2 separate regions of the Ovis aries genome follow, and region 2 is linked to region 1. A link is a contact called in public Hi-C data. All regions are on one chromosome and are shown on one strand. Each heading gives the region's core, a stretch centred on a gene start, on an enhancer-like site or on the middle of the called end of the contact. The rest is flanking DNA. Distances are from core to core; before and after follow the strand shown.

The links. Hi-C and Micro-C count contacts between places; a contact is called where the count stands out from the background.
Region 2: a Hi-C map of mixed tissues shows a contact between it and region 1, with 5 times the contacts expected there. The contact joins the enhancer-like site here to the promoter of SST in region 1. A contact is called at or near these places in 13 of 16 Hi-C or Micro-C datasets (blood, hypothalamus, liver and 7 more).

The regions. Positions count from the first base shown.
Region 1 is chr1:200,451,678-200,455,615 of ARS-UI_Ramb_v3.0, forward strand. It overlaps SST (somatostatin), which reads left to right and starts at 1,656. Exons shown (of 2, transcript NM_001009196.1): 1 at 1,656-1,832; 2 at 2,673-2,904. The coding sequence starts at 1,695. The coding sequence ends at 2,885.
Region 2 is chr1:200,777,648-200,781,585 of ARS-UI_Ramb_v3.0, forward strand. No RefSeq gene overlaps it. Among named protein-coding and RNA genes, the nearest start is that of MASP1, 23 kb to the right of the region's middle. Within about 2 kb of position 1,669, at least 3 of the 54 cell types and tissues checked have an H3K27ac peak or open chromatin away from gene starts, as enhancers often do.

The DNA of each region.
Region 1 (3,938 bases), core at 406-2,905:
GTAAGCAGGCCAGAAACTGCATTCAAAAGCTTATCTCCTTTTGTGAGGGACTTTGATGCCTCATTTGTGCATAGCCTTGTCTGGACTCACCAAACCCTGGAAGCTTTGGCACTCCTTCTCTTAGCTTGCAGACACAAAAGGAAAAGCTGACAACTAATCAAGCCATTCAGTCCACCTCCCAGTCCCTTCTGCCTCTTACCACAGTCTTGGTCTAGTATAGAGAATACATATGTGATGCCTGGCTGGAGACAGGGTTAGTCATGTTGTCTGCTTCACTTGGTTTCTGGAGATACAGTAATTTTTTTCAGCTTTTATGAGCTTGGAGCTTATAAACTATAAGTCCCAGAAGAGCCTGCAGGGTTCATCTGGCCCTTCCCTGATAAGGAATTATTTCATGGAGAGAAAAAAATAAAAAAAGGAAAAAAGCTGCCAGAACTCTGATCAGGATAGCAGACATCTAACCAGACCACAGCTAGAATTAGACCAGCATTTCTCAAACTTCCTTTTTATTTGTGAGAGGAGTGGGAGAGTACTGTCAATGCTGTTTTGCACAGAAACATACAATAATGGTCACATACGTTCAGGGGGTTCCTGGACTTCTGTATGTCCAGACTGGGAGTCCCTGACCTAGAACTGCGACTACTAGTCAGGAACTTATTAGGAAACTCAGAGTTGAGTGAAAAGAACCCTGGCCTTGAAGTGTGGAGGACTGGTCCTGACCCCAGCTGTGCACTATGTGAGTCAGAGAATTTCATTGCCCATTTCTAGGCTCAATGACTCAAACTCTGGGGTTTAGTAGATGGTTTCTGAGATTTCTTTCTAGTTCCAAGTTTCAAGGACAAAAATCAAGTCAATTTTTCTTTTTTTCCTTTAGCATTATTTTCAGGGGAGGGTAACGGTGGAAAGGCAGGTAGACTAAAAGTGTTTCAGCTGCTGAGAAAGAGGGATGGTGGGTGAACTTAAGGTGCTTTCTTCTCCATTATAAGAAGTGAAGTTCTTTCAGAGCCCCATGACTTCTTATCTATAAGGCTTTTCACAGAGATAATGGAGAAAGATGATTCAATCTTTCTAAAATCCACATTCCATTTTCAAATCTGTTCTTAGAGGAATGCTCTGACATTCATTGTCACAAGGAGTGCTCGTGACGGTCTCCACTTGTTACACTCTCATACTTGTGCATTTGCTTCTCCTAAAATGTCTGAGTGTGATGATGGATAGAGTTGTCTGGTATATTTATGGGCATGCAGCTAGGTGTGCTGGCGCATTTGCTTCTGCAGAGGCTGAGTGTTTGAGTGTGTGTAATTGAATGTGCACTTGTATGAGTGAAACTATAGAATTCGTATGTGCATAGCACTGAGTGAATATAAAAAATTGTGTAGATGGAGCGACATGTGGAATCGCGTGGGCCTGTGCGTGTACAGGATTTATTTTTTTTTAATAAGCTACTTTTGATTGTGCAGCCTCCTCTCACTTCTGTGATTGATTTCACGAGGGTAATGGTGCGTAAAAGGGCTGGTGAGATCTGGGGGCGCCTCCTCGTCTGACGTCAGAGAGAGAGTTTAAAAAGGGGGAGACGGAGGAGAGCACACAAGCTGCCTTAGGAGAGGCAAGGTTCGAGCCGTCGCTGCTGCCTGCGATCAGCTCCTGGAGTTTGACCAACCGCACTCTAGCTCGGCTTCGCCGCCGCCGCTGAGATGCTGTCCTGCCGCCTCCAGTGCGCGCTGGCCGCGCTCTCCATCGTCCTGGCTCTTGGCGGTGTCACCGGCGCGCCCTCGGATCCCCGACTCCGTCAGTTTCTGCAGAAATCCCTGGCTGCTGCCGCTGGCAAACAGGTAAGGAGACTCCCTCGACGTCTTCTTTCCCCTCACCCGAATCCCCTAACCTTCCCTCGCCTTGCCCCTGCTCCCTTGGGTGAATTTGAGGTGCTCCCAGAGTGCCGGTGCGTTTTGGGGTCCCTTAGCCACCAAAGCTCTCGGGAAAACTTTCAAAGTCCAGAATACCTTTTTACCTTTTTTTTTTCTTTCCCGATCAGCGCAGTAGGTCACAGTTCAGGTGAGTTCTTTGGGATTCAAGACAATTCCAAGACCTTGGTTAATTGATCTCGGAGCGATAATGGCATCTCTCCCGGGTACTGATCGCGGGAGGTGCTGACCCAGGTGCTGAAAGCGCGGACCTCTGAAGCGGCGAGGCAGTACCTCCCTCCCATGGAGCGGGACTAGGGGCTAAAGGGCACTGTACAGCCAGAACACAGCATGTTTACGGTTGTGAAAGGTCTCATTCCCTAAAGGGTGGCTTAGTAAAAACGGTAAGAACAATTCTAGTCTGTAGCTCATGATATGGACACTGAGTTAAACTATTGGCTTATGTTTCACCTTTGCAAAACTAACGATCTATTTCCTTCTTTGTGTGTGTTTTAAACCTACAGAAGCAGAAAACTTGCAGAAACATTTGAGTTTTTAAAGCTTCTTTGTGTAACTTGGTGGATATAGCAAAAGCCCTTGTTTTTTTTTACATCCTTAACTGATTTTAAGTGTCACAAAAAGTCCGCAGCTGGGAAAATTGGGGTTTGGTTGTGGTTAAACCTGTATTTCAAGCCAAGCTCTTCTGGTTTTTCTTCTCCACCATCCTCATTTTCATCCTCTTTCCTTCTGTCTTCCTTCCACCTCATACAGGAACTGGCCAAGTACTTCTTGGCAGAGCTGCTGTCTGAACCCAACCAGACAGAGAACGATGCCCTGGAGCCTGAAGATTTGTCCCAGGCTGCTGAGCAGGATGAAATGAGGCTGGAGCTGCAGAGATCTGCTAACTCAAACCCCGCCATGGCACCCCGAGAACGCAAAGCTGGCTGCAAGAATTTCTTCTGGAAGACTTTCACATCCTGTTAACTTTATTAATGATTGTTGCCCATATAAGACCTCTGATTCCTCTTCTCCAAACCCCATCTCACCTCCCTAACCCCTCCAATCCTCAATAAGACCCTCGTGTTGGAAATTGAAGACTGTAAATACAAAATAAAATTATGGTGAAATTATGAAAAATAAGATTTTGGTTTCTTATTGACTTAAATATTTCTGTTCAATGATATATGACTTAATTTGTGATTTCAGTCAAGTTATTTAATACACATGCTCCAAATCTCACAGATACAGTGTTTAAAATTCCCTGTGGTAATAAAGATTATGTTTTGGTTGGTAACTCTGATAATTTGGGTTATTTTAAACATAAATGATTTCAAATAATTTTATGAATTCTAATTTTAATCCAATGATAATTATTGGAAGGGGCTACCACAAACATGTATTATATTTTAAATACACTTAAAATTATATGTAGAAGTGAGAATTAGTATTAATGGGTAAGCAGGCTGAAATATCCAACTAACCATCAGACTGATATGTAAAATAAATAATATATTAAAATTGAAAGGGAAAAATCACTTAGAAGTTGGAGGAAAGAAGCTGGTTTAAATAGCTAAAATAAAGTTGTGAGCTTTTAAAATGTATTTATAATTTGTGAACATTTATCCAGAGAAAAACATTGCTTTAAAATCTTCTTTGACAACCCTCTTTGTAACTGAACAAGGTTAAATGGCTGCTTCTGTTTTAAAAGTAAGCGCCTAATTTTTTCCTCAAGGGAAATATTAGTTTAATTATAAGATTCCAACATGAGAGCTATGGGTTACAAGAAACACATGTGCTGGGACACCTCAGTGACTGTTACACTCTTAAAGGTATTGAAGCACAATATCATAATCACAGAGTAAGAGGAGAGATCTCAGATCTTCTTTTGATTTTATGAAAGTGAGTCAAATAAAAATGCAAATCATAATAACAAATATTCCATATACGCTAGCTATTATTATCAGCACTATAATAACAAACTAAGCAGGGCTTCCCAGGTGGCATAATAGTAAAGAATCTGCCTGCCAGTGCAGGAGA
Region 2 (3,938 bases), core at 419-2,918, 330 kb after region 1:
GCTCCGGGAGTTGGTGATGGACAGGGAAGCCTGTCGTGCTACAGTCCATGGGGTCACAAAGAATCAGACACCACCGAGCGACTGAACTGAACTGAACTGAATGGCATTTGTTGGTGTAGCATAATGTTAGAAGACTTGCTCAGGCTTATAAACTCCTTAAAAAAGTTTTAATGTTCAATATAAACCTAATCACTCTATAGCTAATCTTTTCAAATGACTAGTATTCATGAGTAGTATATTTATGTGCAGTGATGCTGTGGCTGATATGAAGAGAGACTAATAAGACAATAAGAGGTGGTCCAGAACTAAATCATCACGCCCCTCAAAAACACACAATTGAATAAATCATGTATCATCTTTATCCTTTGGGTTTAATTTTATTAGTTGTCATATCTCTTTGAGTTATAATGTACATATTGTAAAGTTCACCCATTTCAGTGTACAATTGGATGCGTTTTAGCTCATTTACAGGGCTGAATAACATTCATCACAGTTTTAGAATACTGCTGTCACTCCACAAATTTCCCACACAGAGCCCTACAGCCCAAGAAAACCTATGATCTGCCTCCGTCTCTAAGGTTTTGCCTTTTCTAGAAATGTCATGTAAGTGGAAACGCAAAGTATTTAGTGTTCATGTTTGTCTTCTTTCACTTCACATAATGTTCATGAGGGTTCATCCTTGCGGTTAATGTATGCGCATAGTTCACTACTTACTTTTAGCCCTTAATATTTCAATCTAGGATCCATTTTTAATTCACTTGTGTGCGTCATGTGAAGTACATACGCATATATACATATGCGTATATGTATGTATGTATTTTTGAATATGGATAGTCAATTGTGCCGCCACCACCTAAAAAAGCTGTTCTTATTCATTGAATTGCCTTGGCACCTTGGTTGGAAATCACTTGACCGTAAATGTGTAGGTTTATTTCTGGAGTCTCTCTGCTTTCTATTGATCACCATGTCAGTGCTTACAGGAAGGGTAAGCACTGATTTGTGAAAACTTTGTTTCAGTTACGTATACTAAGTTACTCTGGGAAATGTATTTCTTAATAGGGATTGTGGTAAAAATATTATCCAGGCATTTCCAGATAATATTCATAGCAAGACACACAAAAAAGGGTCCTAGAATAGTCTATCGGGATGCGTAAGGATGGTGGAACATGAGTATAGCCACACACTTTGCTAAAGGGGAAACTGAGGCTGGAAGGGAGGAAGTAACTTACCTAAAGTTACACCGGAATGCAATCCAGGTGCTCTTCCTGATGCCCCCATCTTTCCAATGCATCGGCTTCTCCTCCCTGTTCTTCAGCAACTCCTTAAGCTGTTTTCACCCCACCCTCCACTGAGGCTGTTCTGGCAGCAGCTGGCTGAGCCCATGTAGGCGTACAGCTGGGCAGGAGTCTCCCTGTCCTCGGCCTCCTCTCTGAGACTTGCCAGTCTCCTCAAGTGCTGAGTTTCCTGCAGGATGGCCCTAGATGACTTGCCCCCTGTGCTCCTGCCCCTCCCTCTTCAGGGACAGTAGAATTGGCTTTTCTTCAGGGACTCTTCTCAGAACAGAAAGAAGAAAGTCATGCCACCGACGTCAAATGGCTCTTACACAACGGCAGCATCTTGCTGAGTATTGTGCAAATAACTCCAGAACATATGGATTTAATTTCCCTTCACTTATTCAGGAATGTAATAAGTCATTGCCAATGGAGGAAAGCTGCCACTGGGCCCTGACACTCAGAACACTTGAAAGAGTCGTCTCCCCATGCCAGGGACCTCTTAGTCTGGAGCTCTCCCATTCATCTCAAGTTCAAAGGGCTCCTACCCTCAGCAAGGTGGGTCACAGAAGCAGTGTCCCAGGCACACTGCTGCCACCCTCCTTCATAGGAAGACTGTGATTCTAAGCACATAAACTGGGCAGAATGCCTGCTCATTAGTTCATTCATCCATCCATTCATTCAGCTAGCACTTATTGAGCCCTGTGGGAGCAGGGGGAGTAAGAATATCAGAATGAGCAAGAAGGCACAGCCCTGTTCTGGTATCCAGTGAAAGAACTTTTTTAGAACTCTAGGCTTTTGAATGGGAGTGAGTTCCCTTCAGAGGTTGATAGAAACTGAAGCATCAGATGAAGAACCGGGTGGCTGAGCTCTTAGATTCCTCCCAAGGTTTCATGAACTTTTAAGTTCTTGGAATGCTGCCACTGCTCCCTTGCTACCTGTGTCCCTTTGGATGGCACCTGCAGAAGCTTAGACCCAGAGATTTTTGTTGGAAGGCATGGGTGGTCTCTGGAGAAGCAATAGAGGATCCAGGAAAATCAGATACCTGTTTTTCCTGCTGAGAAAAGTCTTTCCTTTCTTATTTCTTTTCATATCCTGTCTTCTTTATCTACTCAGAAGAGATTTGAGAAATTTACCCTCTTTAACCACAATTAGGGAGGTTCTGACTGTGCTTGGGAAGCAGAGCTGAATAGTCAGGTCCTCAGCTTCCTTTTGCCTCATTTCCCTAGAACAGTAATTTTCACACTTTTGCTGCCTTGGAATTACCTGGGAGCTTCTTATAACACAGACCGCTGGGCCCCGCCCCTAGAGTTCTCTGATCTCTGTTCATTTCCAAGGCAAACCATTCAATATCACGGTAATCCAAGCCTATGCCCCAACCAGTAATGCTGAAGAAGCTGAAGTTGAACGGTTCTATGAAGATCTACAAGACCTTTTAGAACCAACACCCCAAAAAGATGTCCTTTTCATTATAGGGGACTGGAATGCAAAAGCAGGAAGTCAAGAAACACCTGGAGTAACAGGCAAATTTGGCCTTAGAGTATGGAATGAAGGGCCAAGTCTAATAGAGTTTTGCCAAGAGAACACACTGGTCATAGCAAACACCCTCTACAACAACACAAGAGAAGACTCTACACATGGACATCACCAGATGGTCAACATCAAAATCAGATTGATTATATTCTTTGCAGCCGAAGATAGTGAAGCTCTATACAGTCAGCAAAAACAAGACTGGGAGCTGACTGTGGCTCAGATCATGAACTCCTTATTGTCAAATTCAGACTTAAATTGAAGGAAGTAGGGAAAATCACTGGAGAAGGCAGTGGCACCCCACTCAAGTACTCTTGCCTGGAAAGATCCCATGGATGGAGGAGCCTGGTAGGCTGTAATCCATGGGGTCGCTAAGAGTTGGACACGACTGAATGACTTCACTTTCTCTTTTCACTTTCATGCATTGGAGAAGGAAATGGCAACCCACTCCAGTGTTTTTGCCTGGAGAATCCCAAGGACAGAGGAGCCTGGTGGGCTCCTGTCTATGAGGTCGCAGAGTCGGACATGACTGAAGTGATTTAGCAGTAGCAGCAGCAGCAGGGAAAATCACTAGACCATTCAGGTATGACCTAAATCAAATCCCTTACGATTATACAGTGGAAGTGAGAAATACATTTAAGGGACTAGATCTGATAGACAGAGTGCCTGATGAACTATGGACTGAGGTTCATGACATTGTACAGGAGACAGGGATCAAGACCATCCCCATGGAAAAGAAATGCAAAAAAGCAAAATGGCTGTCTGGGGAGGCCTTACAAATAGCTGTGAAAAGAAGAGAAGCAAAAAGCACAGGAGAATAGGAAAGATACAAGCATCTGAATGCAGAGTTCCAAAGAATAGCAAGAAGAGATAAGAAAGCCTTCCTCAGTGATCAATGCAAAGAATCAGAGGAAAACAACAGAATGGGAAAGACTAGAGATCTCTTCAAGAAAATTAGAGATACCAAGGGAACATTTCATGCAAAGATGGGCTTGATAAAGGACAGAAATGGTATGGACCTAACAGAAGCAGAAGATATTAAAAAGAGGTGGCAAGAATACACAGAATAACTATACAAAAAAGATCTTCATGACCCAGATAATCATGATGGTGTGATCACTCACCTAGAGCCAGACA